Regions from separate parts of the Gossypium hirsutum genome. Here region 1 is linked to region 2. Evidence: chromatin contacts called from public Hi-C data. All regions are on one chromosome and are shown on one strand. The core of a region is the stretch at or near the end of the contact, and the rest is flanking DNA. Distances in the headings are between cores, read along the strand shown.

Region 1 (3,366 bases), core at 436-2,935, 110 kb before region 2:
CTTTCTACCCTTTCAATTTTCTTTCCACCCTACCAAGCAAAGTCTTAAGCTTATAATTTTTGTTTCCTATGTTGCAATTTGGTTATAGTGTTGGAATATTATCAATTTGCTTTAGTTGAATAGGTAAAACCTTGCAAGATGTTTCTTCTGGGGAACTGTAATGCTACCATTTATGTTCGATAACACTCATCATAATTGCATCGTTGTTGATCTTATCACTTTTTTCAATTATGCAGGTACTACATCAGGCAATGAAAGGTCTGGGAACCAATGACACTACAGTCATAAGAGTAATCGTGACGAGAACTGAGATCGATATGCACTACATAAAAGCCGAGTATATGAGGAAATACAAAAAGTCCTTAAACGATGCAGTTCACTCGGAAACATCGGGCCACTACCAGACTTTTCTTCTTTCTCTTTTGGGACCAAGCCATTAGTGTCAAGGTTGTGAATAATGGGTAGGATATACACGTGTAATGCAAGTAAAGCTTAAGTGAAAATGTTTGAGTGGATCCAGTTCTTTTCATTTAGTTTGATTGTATTTGTCTAATATTTGTGAAATGGCAAGTGATTGTTGTTTTTGTGTAGCGATGTCAGTCTCACCATGTAGGGTTGAGATTTTGTGTATTATTCTTCTGATAACTCTAATCACCATCGGTGTAGGATCTACCCATGAAATGTATATTTCATTCTTATGAAGTGTGAAATTGTATTGAATATTAATGGATTGAATGATAAAAAAAACAGTTGCCGTATAGGCCTTCCACTAGACTGCTGTTATTATCTATACACAGCTGTTATTATCTATAGATGATAAGAATAATTATATGTTATTATTATTATTATTATTTTTGGTGAAAGAAAAGAGAACAATACAAACTAAATCCTCAAAGGAGGGTTCACAAGCAGTCTAGACTCCTAGTATAAACAATACTGGCTAGGCTTTCTGCAATTAGATTACTTCCCTTGGGAACAAGATGAATTTTTCACTGCTCCATTTTTTTAAGCGTAAGATGAATTCTTCTAATAATGATAAAATTAAAGATTCCCGAATCATCTTCTATGATAACTTTAATGGCTTCAATACTATTAATTTAAATAAGTAATTTTGAAAACACCTATCCGCCATTAGATTCAACCCATTCAAAGCCCCCAGAGCTTTGTCTCCAAAACTGAACAATTATCCAAATATCTCGCGAACCTTATAATCTACTCACCTTTATGATCTCTTACGCAGCCTCCCGCAGCTACAAAGCCCTCTTCAATCTTAACCGAACCATTAGTGTTCAAACAAACCCAACTGTTGGGTATAGGCCAATTAGGTAGAGTGCGTCAAACTTCAAACTTTGAAATCGAGGAAACTGAGGAATATTGCTTAGCCCAACTATAGAAGATTTTAATAATTTCCTCAACACTCCACGAAATTCCTTGGAAAACAAACATGTTACGATTCTTCCAAATACACCACGCAATAATCCCAAAGAGACAGGGCCAATCAATTCCCCCATCGAAGAAGTCATCTGATTCTGCAAATTATTCGCCGTCCATTCAAGTAGAGATCCAGAGTAAAAACCAAAAAGAGTTTGCTGAGGAATGATTTTATCCCAAACGCCTCTGGTTGCAAGACAATCTCTGAGTATATGCATCAAATCCTTTAAAACATGCCCACAAATACCGTAAACGCCGTTACTCCCACAACCTCATCTTACTCTTTCAGCATTTGTAAGTAGCTTTTGCTTTAAGCCAAGCCAAATAAAGAAGTGGATCTGATGAGGACCTTTAAATTTTCAAGGTATCCTCCAAAACCAATTTTTGGAATTCAAAGTGCCTTCATGAACCTTCCCATATGCACCCTTAAGAGAGAAGGTGCCGGTCGAGGTGGCTCCCCATATGATACAGTCCAAACCTGATGAAGGATGTGGTGGAGGAACACTCACAATCCGATCAATGATTTCTTCTGGCACCCACAGTCTAAAAAGATCTAAGTTTCACGAGTCATTACCTGCAGTCAAATCACTAAGAGAACAATCCAAATTAAGGTTAGCAGGGGAGGGAATAAAGTTCAGTAAAGGACCACAGTTTGGGATATCCAAGAGTCCTGCCAGCCTTTGATACTCTTCCCATCACCAACCGACCAAACCAGATTTTCTCAAATGAGTGGCCACACCTTAGAAATGGACCTCCAAAGAAAGGAACACCGTCTTCTAGATAATTCCTTAGGCAGACCACTAAGAACTTTATATTTTGATTGAAGAACCTGAATCCAAAGGGCATTGGCATTAGAAACGATGTTAAAACCTATTTTAATCATGAAGGCAATATTATGATCTTCTAACTGTCTAAGGCCGAGCCTCCCATGAGCCTTAGGCTGACACACTGAATCCCAACTAATTAAGGCCATCTTATTATTTACTATTATAAAATGTTAGTTTAAATTAAAATAGATCTAACTTTGTTAAGGTTTATTGAGTCAAATATGAGTAGATAGAAACACCAAAAAATCTAAGATAATAATTTTCATCTTTTTTCATTCCTTTAAAATTAACCCTCAACATTACAAAAAAAAAATTACAAGGTTGTGTTATTCATTTATTGGGTTTCAAATCTTCAATCATCAGAATGGTTCCTTCAATGAAATTAGTTGTTTGTAATTTATTACTTGACAATGATGTTATATACTTGGGAGTAGTTGAGTGGTAAGTATTTTGAGTTTTAAATTATATATCATATTTTGCACGCCAAGACTTTATCTAATGAGAAATCTACTATCACTTTTAATACAAGTTATGAATTAAGCTCACCTCGTTCCCAGATTAAGTCTTTTCTCTCCAAACCATCCAACTAATAAAATAATTTAATACATAAAATATGTTCCTCACAATCAACTACATTCCTGCACTCTTTTACTCTCTCTTAATTATCACTTTTTACAACATATCTCAATAAAGCTGAAAAGGATCGTTCCCAATTACTTATCGGGAATAAAGCTAATCTTCTTTAATTGCATATTCCAATGCATTATCTATATTTTAATCTTTTTTTTATACATTTTTTTTAAAATTTAGAATTATGTTGAATTTTTAAAATTAAGATTAAATTAACAAATTAGATAAATATTAAAACCTAAATTTATTATCATACCTGATCATATTAATATTCTATTTGGTGATTAAATACATTTTAAAACTAAAACCATTAAAATATGAAATTTAATTGATGAAAGTGACTAGTTTAAATAAAATTTTACAAAATTGTAAGATTTCAAATTTGATGTTTTAGATTTTACAAAATTTTAATTTAATAAATGGTAAAATTGTATTTTAGTCCTCTTAAAAATAAATTTTTTTATTTAATCCTTTAAAA
Region 2 (3,472 bases), core at 204-2,703:
TTGAGATGATAGAGGCAAGCAACCTATCAGAGGGATAATTGGTGTGCTTGTTGGGGGCAAGCATGTAGAATGGGTAGCCTCCAATTTCAGGCGAAAGGCTTACCTTAGGAGTGTAATGTTAGGGGCCGCCCCAGTGAAAAAGCCCAGGACTTCTCCATGACAGTTTTAGTTTTCGGAATTTGATGAAAGGGACGTCTTTGATGTTAAAGGAGACAGTCTTCTTATGGTTTTTGCCACCATCTTCTCATTTCAAGTAAAGATGATCTTGATCAACACAGGTAGCTCTGTGAATATTCTTATCGTCAAGGTTTTCAATCAAAAAGAAAACTTTAATATAATAATAAAGAAATATATTTTTAATTAAAAATGATAGGTATCGTTACGAATCTTGCATAAGGATTTATTTAGTCCTCAAATTTTATAAAAAAATTATTTTAGATATCCATTTAATTTTTCACATTTTTTAACTCTTAAATTTATATTTTTTGTCAAATCACCCTAAAATGAATGGAAAAATTAACAAACATAACTTTGTTCATGTGGATATACACGTGGATTGCCACGTAAATGTCACATATAATTAATTATTTTTAAAAAATTTAAAAAATATAAAAATTAATTTAAATTATTTAATTTTTTAAAAAAATTTAAAAAATTAATTAATTGTTAATGTGGCATCTGCATGGTAGTCCACATGTATGTCCACATCAGCAAAACTAACCTTTTTTAGCTATTCCATCTATTTTGGGGTGATTTAATAAAAAGAGCGCATGTTCAAAGGTTAAAAAGACGAAAAATTAAATGGGGTGCTAAAATAATTTCTTTTTTGTAAAAGTTGAGGGCTAAATAGATCATTATGTCAAAAATCTTTAATAATCAAAGTGAGAAAAACCATATACTTTAAATAGAATGCTCATAGATTGGGTCGAGCTGAGTCCATGCAATGTATCTAGACTAATTGTCTAAGCTTAAACTCAACTCGACTTGAAAAATAGGCTTATTTTTTTACCAAGCCCAACTTAATTTAAGAAAGGTAAACTTGAGCGAGTTCATATTTGATTTCTTTAAAAATTAGTTTTTATTTAAAAATAAATTTTTAGAAAATATAATATACTAAATGTACTAAAAAAGGCTAAAATAAAAGTTTTCTAATACAGTAAAAAGTATTTATATTAAAAATATTACCATAAATATAATAAATATTTTATTGTATTAAATATAAATTTTATATTTTGTATCTTGGGTTATTTAGTTAGATTTTTTTTTAATTTTAGATAATTAATTTAATTATTATTGAGTTAATAATTTAATATAAATATATCTAATTATTATTTAATATAAATAAATAATATAATTATTTTTCTAACCTAATGTTGGAGCCGAAAATTTTATTCAATATCTAACCCGTATAAAAGGGCGAGCTTTCAATTTTACTGAACTCATTTATGAGGCTTCATATTTTTGCCTACAGCATTTCATTTTCTAAACGGGCCATCGGAATGAGCAGCTCTACTTTAAGAACTGAAGTACGTATTGAAACAAAATTAAGTGCGCAACCCTAAAATAGTCATTTTGCGCGTTGCTTTCTCCTTATATTTGGGCTTCCTCTGGACTACGCTTTTCAGTGTACGAAAACCCCTCCTCAAGAAATATTCAGAGTCTCTGTGCAATTACAACTCGTAAGTTAACTAATAATTCCTTTTCAATATTTTTAATTTTCTAATATAAATTTTCTTTTATTTTAATTCCCCAGTTGCTGCCTTCACAAAATTAGGGTTTTGTGTTAATATTATTTCTCTGTTTTCAGCTAGAAAAAATGGCAACGGAACAACCAAAATCGGCAACCGAAGACGTGAAGATTGATTTGTTTGAAGATGATGATGAGTTTGAAGAATTTGAGATTGATGAAGGTAATTGTTTTTACCTTATTTAAAAAAAAAAGGAAAAATTCGTGGAGGCTAGGGTTTAATTTTGGGTATACTAACTGATCAAAAATTATGAAAAAGGTTATGCCGATTATCTTGATTTTTTCACTTTCTTCTATAGTTTTCTTAATGTTGAATTATAAACTTATATGAGCTGTTCAATTTATTGAACTTCTACGCTTCTGGTTGTATCTAGATTGGAATTTATATTTGAATTAGAGAGGGAGTCTGTATTGAGGCGATACTTGTTGGAGTCCAAGAGGCCATTGGCTTTTATGGCAGATAGTCTTTGAAAAATGTGAATCTAATGTAGTCATTGCCTGGTTGCTGATTTGGTTGCGAACCCCTTTATATATTTGTTTTTTTGTGTCCTAGACTTTGTTTCTCTTTATATATGATACTTATAAGCTGCCTAAATTCATTTTGCTGGTTACTAGGATCATTGGAGTGCTTTTTTGTGCAATTAAAACTCCCACTTTTATATCTGGATAACCATAATATACTAGGTCTAGCTTGAAATATTGTTATAAATTCTTGTTGAAAACGTACACAACTTGATTCTTGATTCATCAAACTCTTGTTGGAGTCAGAATAAGAGCTTCTCTTAGCGTCTTGCAGAATTTTGACGCTCATAATTTTCTGACCTAGCCCCCAAGCTGAACTGACCCGTTTTCACCTTAATGACCATGTTAGTATTTGCAATTCACAAAATTTTGACATCATCTTATACCCATTTTATCCTTCCATGAGCCTGACTTTCAAAATTGCTAATTATAGAATTATATTTACTTTCTCCAATTAGGTATAAAAATAAAACATTGGATTTCAAGAGTTTTCCCCGGCAGCAGATCACAAACAATCTTTAGTATTCTTGAACTCCTAATCTCTGATGCAAGCAACTGATAACATGGTTGCATGCTGTTGGCTTAAAGAATGTTGTGATGATAATTAATGTTCATATTATAATTTAATTCCACGTAGTATACTTTTTGCTGCCCTAAGATCATTACTTGTTCTTCTGGGATGTATCATCTGTTTCTTTTCTGAATTACAGCTTGTTTCCTTTAAATAGTGGTACTTAGTTCACAAATTACTTGTTCCCTCTTGCTAGTCTCAGCTGATGGATCTGTGTTTGGTTTCAGTTTTTTTAGATAATTCGTAATGTATTTAATATGATATCTGAGAGAATTGCAATCTGAACTTTTCTGTTTTCTGGCAGAGTGGGAGGATAAGGAAGAAGGAAAGGAGATTACACAGCAATGGGAAGATGACTGGGATGATGATGATGTTACTGACGATTTCTCTTTACAACTGAGGAGGGAACTTGAGAATAACACTGAGAACAACAACTAAGCTGGACTTATGCATTCCTCTGCACTGAACTCGTCTGAATCGGGGTTTTTTTTTTTTCGTTTGATTTTCTTTTCCATGCAAAGCGAATGAAGGAATGAGCTGTAACTCTTTATGCTTGGATGTACTGGTAGAAACTTAAAATGCAGAAACTGGTTTGATGGTTCTCTAAAATATAGACATTTGATTTAGCTGCT

The links. Hi-C and Micro-C count contacts between places; a contact is called where the count stands out from the background.
Region 1: a contact with region 2 is called in a Hi-C map of leaf, with 2.0 times the contacts expected there. The contact joins the enhancer-like site here to the promoter of LOC107926595 in region 2. A contact is called at or near these places in 9 of 34 Hi-C or Micro-C datasets (anther, callus, hypocotyl and 1 more).

The regions. Positions count from the first base shown.
Region 1 is chrA07:8,351,875-8,355,240 of Gossypium_hirsutum_v2.1, reverse strand. It overlaps LOC107926603 (annexin D5), which reads left to right. Exons shown (of 6, transcript XM_016857497.2): 6 at 237-772. The coding sequence ends at 440. Among protein-coding and RNA genes, the nearest start is that of LOC107926603, 11 kb to the left of the region's middle. Within about 2 kb of position 1,685, at least 5 of the 9 cell types and tissues checked have an H3K27ac peak or open chromatin away from gene starts, as enhancers often do.
Region 2 is chrA07:8,240,812-8,244,283 of Gossypium_hirsutum_v2.1, reverse strand. LOC107926595 (protein DSS1 HOMOLOG ON CHROMOSOME V) reads left to right here and starts at 1,453. Exons shown (of 3, transcript XM_016857490.2): 1 at 1,453-1,679; 2 at 1,808-1,910; 3 at 3,145-3,466. The coding sequence starts at 1,817. The coding sequence ends at 3,278.